Regions from separate parts of the Hordeum vulgare genome. Here all the other regions are linked to region 1. Evidence: chromatin contacts called from public Hi-C data. All regions are on one chromosome and are shown on one strand. Each heading gives the region's core, a stretch centred on a gene start, on an enhancer-like site or on the middle of the called end of the contact. The rest is flanking DNA. Distances are from core to core; before and after follow the strand shown.

Region 1 (3,203 bases), core at 356-2,855:
TAGAAGTAAAAAACAAATGTTTGCTTAGCAAATGGTTATATAGGTTATCCACAGAGACAGAAGGAATGTGGATTCAAATACTTAAAAATAAGTATCTAAATTCAAAAACTCTAGCTCAGGTTACAGTTAGACCAGATGATTCACCTTTCTGGAAAGGGTTAATGAAGATTAAGGTTAATTACTTCCAGAGGGTGAAATTTATAGTAGGGGATGGTGCCTCCACAAGATTTTGGGAAGATACTTAGCTTGGAGACACACCGCTAGCACTTCTATATCCCATGCTTTACAATATTACACAACGTAAACAGGACTATGTGTCCACAGTGTTACAATCGGTATCTCTTAATATGCACTTCACGCGAGCTTTAGTAGGAGCACGTTGGGAGGCATGGCTGCATCTGGTAATAAGAATTATGCAGGTACAATTATCTGACCAACGAGATAATGTTCGTTGGATTTTATCTATGAATGGCGTATTCTCAGTAAAGTCCATGTATACGGATCTGATTAATACATGACCCTTACTTAGATCAGTCCATATTTGGAATATCAAAGTACCGCTAAGGATTAAAATTTTCATGTATTTTTTGCACAAAGGTGTGGTATTAACCAAAGATAACCTAATTAAACGTAGTTGGAGAGGCAGATCTAATTGTTGTTTCTGTGATCATCATGAAACAATAAGACACTTGTTCTTGGATTACCCTCTTGCAAAACTACTTTGGCGCACTATTCATATAGCTTTTAATGTGATCCCACCTACATGCATCAGTTCTGTATTTACAATGTGGCTCAATGGAGTGGACGTTAGAATTTCTAAACTTATCAGAAATGGGATATGTACTCTATTTTGGACTATATGGAATACCAGGAATGACTTGATCTTTAATGACAACAAATTCAATAACTTTTTGCAGGTCATATTCAGAGCAACTTCTTGGATCCGTACATGGTCATTACTCAGTCATGTGGACTCGAGGAAGCTTATGGATACTGGGTGCAACCGATGGGAGATGGCCGCACGGGTTATCTTCAACCGGTTTGGATGACGTGTTAGTAATAGACTAGGTGTATAGACATCATAGTCTATTATTACTTACGCCGGATGTGGTAGTTTTGTTTTTAAGAGATTGTTTATTTTTAGTTCATTTTTTCATTGCGAGTCGCAGACTTATCTAGACATATGATGTTACTTTTAATTTTTAAATAATATGACTGCATGCATCGATTAATGCAAAGGTCCGGGATCATTCCTCCTTTTCCAAAAAGAAAAAAGTAAAGATGCCCCTTTTATGTTTCTCTCTTTGCATCCGAACGCGTTAATCAGCAACCTGTCACTACATCAACTGACCACCGGCTGTTCCACAAGTAGCTAGAAATGAAATTCACTTTCCAGGATTGGATTTCCGGGCGCGGAAGCGGAAGCGCGCATGACGTCCGGGCGCAGACACGAGCATGTGCGGGGCTGGATTTTTATTTGCACGCATCACAGCATAAGTGGGAAAAAAATAAATAAACAAATGGAGCAGAGGCAGCCAGTGGTCTGTTTGGTCCTCGCATGAGCAGAGCTAGCTAGCGTCCATCCACTAGCTTTTACTTTAAGGAAACGGAAAACCCGAGTAGTACACTAAACAAAACCCAGTTGCCAATTTGCCCTCCCTTCACCAAACACGCACAGCGACAGATCGAGAAGCCAGAGCCGGAGCTGCTGGAAATTCAATGCGCCAATCATTGCGTCCCAGAAGCACCAGCACCAGCAACCAGGGACTCATCATCCGTTCTTCTCCTGGCAGTAAATGAGCAGCAGCAGTTCTTCACCTGGACCTGGAGTAGTAGTAGTGGAGTAGTATTATTTCTCTTTGGAACTTCGGTTGAATTGGTGAAGAAGAGATGATATTGGCGAGATAATTTAGCGCCGGAAGTAAGTTGGATGTGTTATTGTACGAACAGTAGAAAATGAGATTGATCTGCGCTAATCACCATTGTTATGTGCAGGAGGGCTTCACAGATCACTGGTAAGAGAGAGAGGGGAACCACCGCAGGAAAAAGGCCGCAGAAGAGAAGGGGGAAACAGGAGAGAGAAAGGCGAGCAACTTTTTGTTGGATCCTTCGCTTTTGGGGACGAAGGAGGAGAAGGTCTCTCTCTCTCTGTCCCTCTCCACCTCCCTTCTTGGTCGGAGGAGGAGATGTTCCCCCCTGGCCTGATCCACCACCGCGCGGACGGCCCGGGGCCCGGCGAGGTGCCGCGCTCCGGCGGCGCCCCCAGCCTCGTGCTCACGGCTGACCCCAAGCCCCGCCTCCGCTGGACGGCCGACCTCCACGAGCGCTTCGTCGACGCCGTCGCCCAGCTCGGCGGGCCCGAGAGTGAGATAGACGCTCCCCCCCTTCCCCTCCCTCTCCCCCATTTCCCTCCGCCCTCCGGTTCGTCAGGCATCGCCATTGGAGGGGCAATGCGTGCTTGCTGGGTGGGGGTTCTCTTTCTTGGTTGGTGCGACCGCGCGCTTTCACCCGAGCTACTTGCTGGCTTGGGAGCGAGGATTTGAGCCATTGGGGGTGTCTGCGCTCAAGTTTTAGGAAAGTCTGGATCAAAGTTTGGGTCTTTCTTTACCTGGACCAACAACACTTCACTGAAATGCGCGCTGTTGGACGAGCAGCGGTGCATTTGCGCTTAGGATTCAGCACGCCCTTGGATTTGATATTTTTGGTCTACTCATGCCAGATTTTGCTTTGCTTTTGAGCTGGGAAGAGATGTGTCCTGCGTTGCGAGGGCTATGTGGTTGGTCTTACTTAGTACAGTTTGAGGCTTTTGCTTCAGATGAAAAGGTCATTTTGTCTGATCTTGGATTCCAGCACGTTGGAGGAACCAGAGAATTTGTTTGATTATACTCTCTAGAGAGAAATGTCGATAATCCATTGAACAAGGAAAAAAAGTTTCTGCACACTCAGGTGCTTGTTTATTGGGGATGTAAGGATCGTAGGCGAAACAGGGCAAATTTTATTTTTCCTTAACGACGTCTGGAGTTATGGTCGTTATTTCAGTTTATTTGTGCTCGGAAAAGGTCATATTTGTTGCTTGCATCAGCTCAGAATTTGAACAAACAGGCAGCTGTTGACAAGCTTCAAAATATCGAATATCGGGTTCATATCGGTTCGACTTTGGCAATGTCGGATGTCGGGTGATATATTGGATGATGTGTAGGCGT
Region 2 (3,203 bases), core at 354-2,853, 200 kb after region 1:
TAATGTCAATGATGTGCTGGTCTCCAACCAGCACACATGTTGCTTAATGTCCGCGAGTTAAGTCTGCAGGGACATAGTACTTTCAAAATCGTTGTACATGCCAAATTGGTGAATGGTATTCAACACAAAGTTCCATACACGAATTGGTCAATGCAGGCATGAAAATAAGGTTTAGTGCTGCGATAACTTACGTGACATAGCCATTGTTGTCGATATCTGCAGCGAGAAACTCTGACACGGTCATGTCTCTGGAGAGCACCCAGTTGGCCATTGCACGGTGCCTCTTGTCGATCCTCATCTCCGCCAAGTAGAGGAATGCCCGTGCCACGGCTAGCGTGGACACAAGAAGCCACGCAGAGGCAAAAAGGCGTCCATGCAGCGTCCTGAACGCGTGATCGCCGTACCCGACCGTGGTCACCGACATCACTGCAAGGTAAACGGCATCAAGCCAGCCCATGCTCTCCACCTTCCTGAGCACGGTGGCCCCAACGCCGACGCAGATGGCCACCACACCAAGGGCAAGGGCGACCTTCATGCGGACGCGCATTCGGCCCTTCTTGATGTCAAAGATGTAGTTGTGCCTGTGCTTGCGTGCAGAGCGGGGGTTCTTGATTGCGGTGATGAGGAGGTGCTCCTGGAGGTCGAGCACATAGGACACCATGCCGGAGAGGAGGATGTCGACGAAGCCGAAGCCGATGAGGACGAAGGATATGGCGAAGAGCTTGGCGGCAGGGCTGGCCGGGGTGATGTCCCCGTAGCCGATTGTGCAGAGCGTGACGATGCAGAAGTAGAGGGCGTCGACGACGGGGTGGGTGGGCCCGGCGGAGGAGGTGAAGTTGGCCGGGAAGGCGGCGTAGAAGGTGACGCCGAGGGCGAGGTAGGCGAGCAAGAAGAGGAAGGCGTGCAGCACGATGGCCGGCCTCCGCGGCGGCGGTGGCGGGTTGTGGTGGTCGGCCTCGGCGGAGGCGGCGAGGACGGCGGCGCTGAGCGGCGCCATGGCGGGCGCGGTGCGGGAGCGGTGGAGGTTGGTGCGGCCGCTGATGAGATTGAAGAGCGAGGGCGTGGTGGGCTGGGGCGGGGCCTCCTCGTCGGAGGGAGGGGAGGAGGAGCAGGACGGGTGGTCGTAGTCGCGGAACGGGTCCGCGTGGCCGACGGAGATGCGGCGGTAGTGGTGGTGCCCCGACGGCGGGGGAGGGGGAGGGGGCGGCGGCGGCGGCGGCGGGTGGTGGGGCCCGAAGATGAGGCGGTCCTTGTAGGAGGAGGCCGGGGAGGGCGGCGGCGCGGCGTCGAAGTTGGAGACCGGCGCGTGCTCCGGCAGCGGGTGGAGCAGCTGCGGCGCCGTGGTCGGGAGCAGCGGGTCCGTGTCCATGGCCGGAGACCACCGACCGGGGCCGGGCGGGGGGGTTTCTTGGTTGGATTCTTGATGAATACCCTCGGGGATTCCTCGATGCGGCCCGAGATTCGTCGGGATTTTGAGCGAGGCGCGACTCGGGTTCTTATCCTCGGGGTCGCCGGTGGGGATGAGGTGATTGAAGGTCGAATGAGGAGGAGGAGGAGGAGGAGGAGGAGGGAAGGAGGGAGGCGGAGGCGGAGGCTGCGGGACGTTGGCGATGGCCACTTGACGACGGCGATGCCTATATTTCTTACGGGCTAATTTTGTCTCGTTTCTCGGGCTTATTATTGTTAATTAAAATGAGATCGGTTGATTTGTTTACGGACGGTCGATCTCGTGAGCGGCGGGAGACGGATCGATGATGCAACGCAATTATAGCAGGGCACATCTCATCTCATCTCTTTTGTCTCTGTCACCGTCAACTAGCCAACTAGGTTTGGGTTTGTGACCATACAAGCCGTTGGATTGAGTGTGTAAGCAACTGTTGAGGAGTTGTCCCACACGCCGCCGACTGTGTTTCCCGACAAACAATTTCATACTCCCTCCATCTAAAATAAATATCTTTAAGCTTCACGCAATTTTGTATTAAAACTAATATAAAATTAAAATACTTATATTTTAAAACAGGAGGAGTATTGCCCATCGTTGATGATCAAAAATTGATAGTGCAAACTAGGATAAACCGAAATAAAATGTAGATCAAGAGCAAACGCGATTCTTTATTAAAAGCAAACAAAAACATAAAAAGTTTTCAAAAGCCATCGTCTATACTTCACGTATTGCGATGAAGGATATATCATGCAGACGTGGAGCTGAGGTTTAAGTTCGGTACAATATCACTTCTACGCCTTTGCAGCGTCACGCGGTCCTAGCATGAAAGACACTTCATCTACGTGCCAAGCGCGTATCCAGGTTTCTCCATCTCCTCGCGTCGAGTTGCTCGCTAGATGCCATGTGAACCAACACAAATGCCGTCGAAAGAAACTAGCGTCTCTTGCGGAATAGGTTTTCCTACTTGGTGATTCAGTACGCTACCAAATGTGTTTATGCCGCCTTTGCTAACCGTTTTACGTGACACAAAGATAAAAGCGTGAGATGTTTGATATCGTTACGTCGCGGGATACACGTTAGACATGCTCCTTAGCTCGAACATGTGTCAGGGAGGAGATGGTTCAGACACATAGGCAAGGTACATGGAAGATAGAGCTTGAGAGAAAATATGGAAACGAATAGAGGAAAAATAAAGTTGACATTTGCATTAACCGCTAGGGATGGGATGAAGAATACTTCATCATGATACATGTTAGACATGCTCCATAGCTCGAACATGTGTCAGGGAGAAGATGGTTCAGACACATAGGCAAGGTACATGGAAGGTAGAGCTTGAGAGAAAATATGGAAACGAATAGAGGAAAAATAAAGTTGACATTTGCATTAACCGCTAGGGATGGGATGAAGAATACTTCATCATCTGGCAAAGGCGGCAACAAAGGCGAATAAGAGAGGGTAAAAGAGTCAAATCATAAAAGTGCGGTAGTATCTTTTATAGTATCATCATAAACTAATGACAATTTATGTACCTCAATTCGTAAAGACTGAAAAGGGCTTTTAAAAAAGGCAGAAGATGAAGGAAAAATAATGAAGGGTAAAAGATATGTAGTGAAAATAATACGAAAATGGGTTAAAATAAGGTTAATTTCTTCTTCCTTTTTTTAATAATTGTCGACACTGTCAAAATGTCTACTTGGCAGCATACTTAAACATTTTTGTTGCAAAAATAATATGCACGTATATTCTAAGCGCTCGGATC
Region 3 (3,203 bases), core at 496-2,995, 150 kb after region 1:
CGGAGACAAACCTCCACACGCCCTCCTAATGATGTTAGATGCACTACTGGAATGGGGGCTAGACGGGAAGAACCTTATTCCATCTTTAGAGAACCGCTACCGACTCGCCTCTCTAAGTAGAACATAAACCCCTGCAATACTAAAAAAATCAAAATACGAAGCCACCCCTCGGCAAAGGCCGGGATTCACCACGCCTCCATGGCCCTAAGTCCATAGAGAACAAGGCAAACCGGCAGTGGCGCCAACGGGAGGCACAAGAAACCCGAGTGTCGATGACGGCTAGGTGGAGGAGGCGGACATGTTGCGTGCGTAGATCGCTTTTTTTTCAAATCAAGTCAATAATTAGTTTGTCTCAAGATTCGCCGTTTACACACTTGTTGCTTTCCTAAAATTAGTGATCAATGTTTGTCAAGTCTTTTCCTCTCTTTCTACAAACCGGTCCCTCATATCCTCTTTATAGGTCGACATGATAGCCTGATCACCGCTTAGACAAGAAAGAGAAGAGAAAATGTGACCAATTGGACCCTTTCACTTTGTCCCATTTGTCCGGGTTATGAGCAAAATCTCATATCCAGCTCATATATGAGAAGGATATGAGGACTCACGAACATGACCTACCCGAAACCACCTTTGCTCTTTTGTTTATTCTATATCTTTTCATCCCCACCAATCACATGTATGTGATTGACTTTCTTTTACATAAATGATGGCTTAAAACCGACATTGTACGGACACACTTGTGGATATTTATAGAGTCAAATCTGAGGAGATCGTAGATGCCATAGCTTAGTACTCCCTCGACCCGAATTACTTGTTCAAATTTGTCTAGAACTCCAGATACAAATATATCTTGGCACATTTTAGTGTTAAATACATCTGTATCTAGATAAATTTAAGACAAGTAATTTGAAATGGAGGTAATGATATCTAGACAGTCATTTTTTACATTTGCCACACATGATTTTCGATGATGTGTAAGACAAATGAAGGGAAGAGAGAAACAATATGTTTGTAAATCTAACACAGTTTGTAACATGCAATGATTTTGTTGTTGTGTTGATGATGTCTGTAATTCCCCTCTCACAATTTGTTATGGCTGAAATTAGACTATTTATAGACAGGTTATTGTATGGGTTGTTTATATCACTATCGGTAGATAGTGGCAGGAGGAAGAATTTTTACTGAAGTAGGGCAGATGCGTGGTCACAAAATAATATTGAGCGTGAAGCTTTTTTCAACTTCAACACGCGTGTAATTTGAAGTTGCAAAATTCAGGGTGTGACAGAAGCCAAATCTCGCGAGATTGCCGCCTTTGCCATCGTCTGCAGATGACATATAAAGATTTTACACACAGTTATTGTATAAAGTATTTGTACATGTCCGTGCTAGGAGCGTTGACAAATAACTACTACTCGTACCAAGTACACCAACTAGTCACTTTGTGAGATAAACTACAATAAAATCGTAAATGCTCATGTACACACAACACACGTACACACACTCATACTCTAGTTATATGAGCATTTCAAAGATATTAAGCCGACACAACATCTTATGTTGAACCTTGATAGATTGGTAACCATGTGGGTTACGCTCGGTTCACATTTGAGAAAAGATTTTGGGATGTAGAAATACATAATAATGCAGCAGTCTATGGATTGTAGGGTGCCTTACACAAAACTTGGTAAGACAAGGACCTAATTGAAAATAGGTGCAAACCAAACCAGTTTGTCTTGGGCAGGTTTGGGCTGCAATCTGGTCCTTCCGAGCCGGTAGCACAGAGGGAGAGAAGGTGGGAGGCGAATCTCGTGGAATTCTCTCTCCACTGCTCGCCGGAAGCCACGAAATCGCCAACCCACGAATCTTCCCTCACAACCAGTCCACACCGCCGCGCCAAGTTCCGATCTTGCCGCCCGAGCTGCACTCCGGCCGTCCCCAGTCCCCCCGTTCGAGCCTCCCGCCGCGAATTCCGCCGGCTCGTCGACCCTGGCAGGTGAGAAATCCTCGAATTTCTTCTTCAATTCGTTTTGGCCGCGGGGAGGATTCACGGATTTTACCTGCCTCGTTTCCCCCCTCTTGCTTGACCCAAGTAGTAGTTTCCATGGGTGGTCGGAGAAGAGCCCTCACGAGGCTGACCACGGTGGGCCCGCCTCCTCTGGGGGGTGGCTGGCATATGGTTTTCCATCAGGTTCTTGGGGCATCGTAGCCCCTGACGACAACCTGCTATGTTTGGCAATCAGCAGCTGTTAGTTATGTTGGGGGTTGCTCATCTTCTTGCCCTGATAAAAGTGTGAGCTTCCATGGAATACATATTTTGTCTCGCTGGCCAGTTGTTTCTAATGAGAGAATAAGAGGTCGGGATCACAAACAACCATCGCCAGGGCTGTATTTTGGATGAGGTGGCAAACTCCTCTACATAGGAGGAGTTGAGAACACAGAAACTCCTGGAGCTATCGTTTTTCTGTATTAGCATTAGTAGGATGAATTGGCGTTTCTTTCGCAAAAAGAACGATGAATTGGCGTTGAGAAATAAAAACTTTTGTTGGAACGTTGGCTAGAGGTTTCTTTGAAAATATCAGCCCCTTTGGTCCATAACGGGGGGAGGTACTCAATTCTATTAGATTATTCACAATTGATGGCCGTCTGGATGACTAGAATGGCTCATTTTGAGCCACCACCTCACCTATTTGTATCCGTGCTGTTTTGTCTTGCTTAGTGGCCATGAAATTGACCTACCTGAGCTGATCCAGGGCCGCAAGCATGAGCACGCGATGGTGCGCGGTCCCAGCTGTGGGTACAAGTATTCCAATATCAGTTTGTGTTGCCTCTGTGACTCGCATGATTTCATTGACCTGCCTTGTAAATAGAACGACCAGTGGAATGATGGGATAAAGGCATTAGCGCCGATGAAAACAGAAAATGGCTGTTCACTCTAGCATTCTTGGTAGAATATGAGAATTTGAGTTTGTTGCTATGGGCAAATGGCATCTTTGTGGTCTGTTAGCGCTCTCAACTCTTATCTACTAAATTGAATTAAACACTCTCCGTTGTCTTAAATTCAATGTGTGGTCAGTCTTCCTTGAAATACCCGGGTTCTGTTTGAAAAATTGCCATACCATATCTTACTGTTTTTGTCTGTCATACATGTTGCAAGCTGGCGGTCTTTCTCAGTAGATAGGGAGTGAAATATGTCATGGCACCTT

Evidence for each region. Hi-C and Micro-C count contacts between places; a contact is called where the count stands out from the background.
Region 2: a contact with region 1 is called in a Hi-C map of seedling, with 2.8 times the contacts expected there. The contact joins the promoter of LOC123398233 here to the promoter of LOC123453061 in region 1. A contact is called at or near these places in 2 of 6 Hi-C or Micro-C datasets (leaf and seedling).
Region 3: a Hi-C map of leaf shows a contact between it and region 1, with 4 times the contacts expected there. The contact joins the promoter of LOC123452608 here to the promoter of LOC123453061 in region 1. A contact is called at or near these places in 5 of 6 Hi-C or Micro-C datasets (leaf and seedling) and 1 of 1 datasets of contacts at active chromatin or transcription factors (embryo).

The regions. Positions count from the first base shown.
Region 1 is chr5H:381,697,251-381,700,453 of MorexV3_pseudomolecules_assembly, forward strand. LOC123453061 (protein PHR1-LIKE 2-like) reads left to right here and starts at 1,606. Exons shown (of 7, transcript XM_045129825.1): 1 at 1,606-1,921; 2 at 1,996-2,364. The coding sequence starts at 2,187.
Region 2 is chr5H:381,893,711-381,896,913 of MorexV3_pseudomolecules_assembly, forward strand. LOC123398233 (two pore potassium channel c-like) reads right to left here and starts at 1,604. Exons shown (of 2, transcript XM_045092727.1): 1 at 192-1,604. The coding sequence starts at 1,369.
Region 3 is chr5H:381,848,399-381,851,601 of MorexV3_pseudomolecules_assembly, forward strand. It overlaps LOC123452608 (myb family transcription factor PHL7-like), which reads left to right and starts at 1,746. Exons shown (of 7, transcript XM_045129288.1): 1 at 1,746-1,993.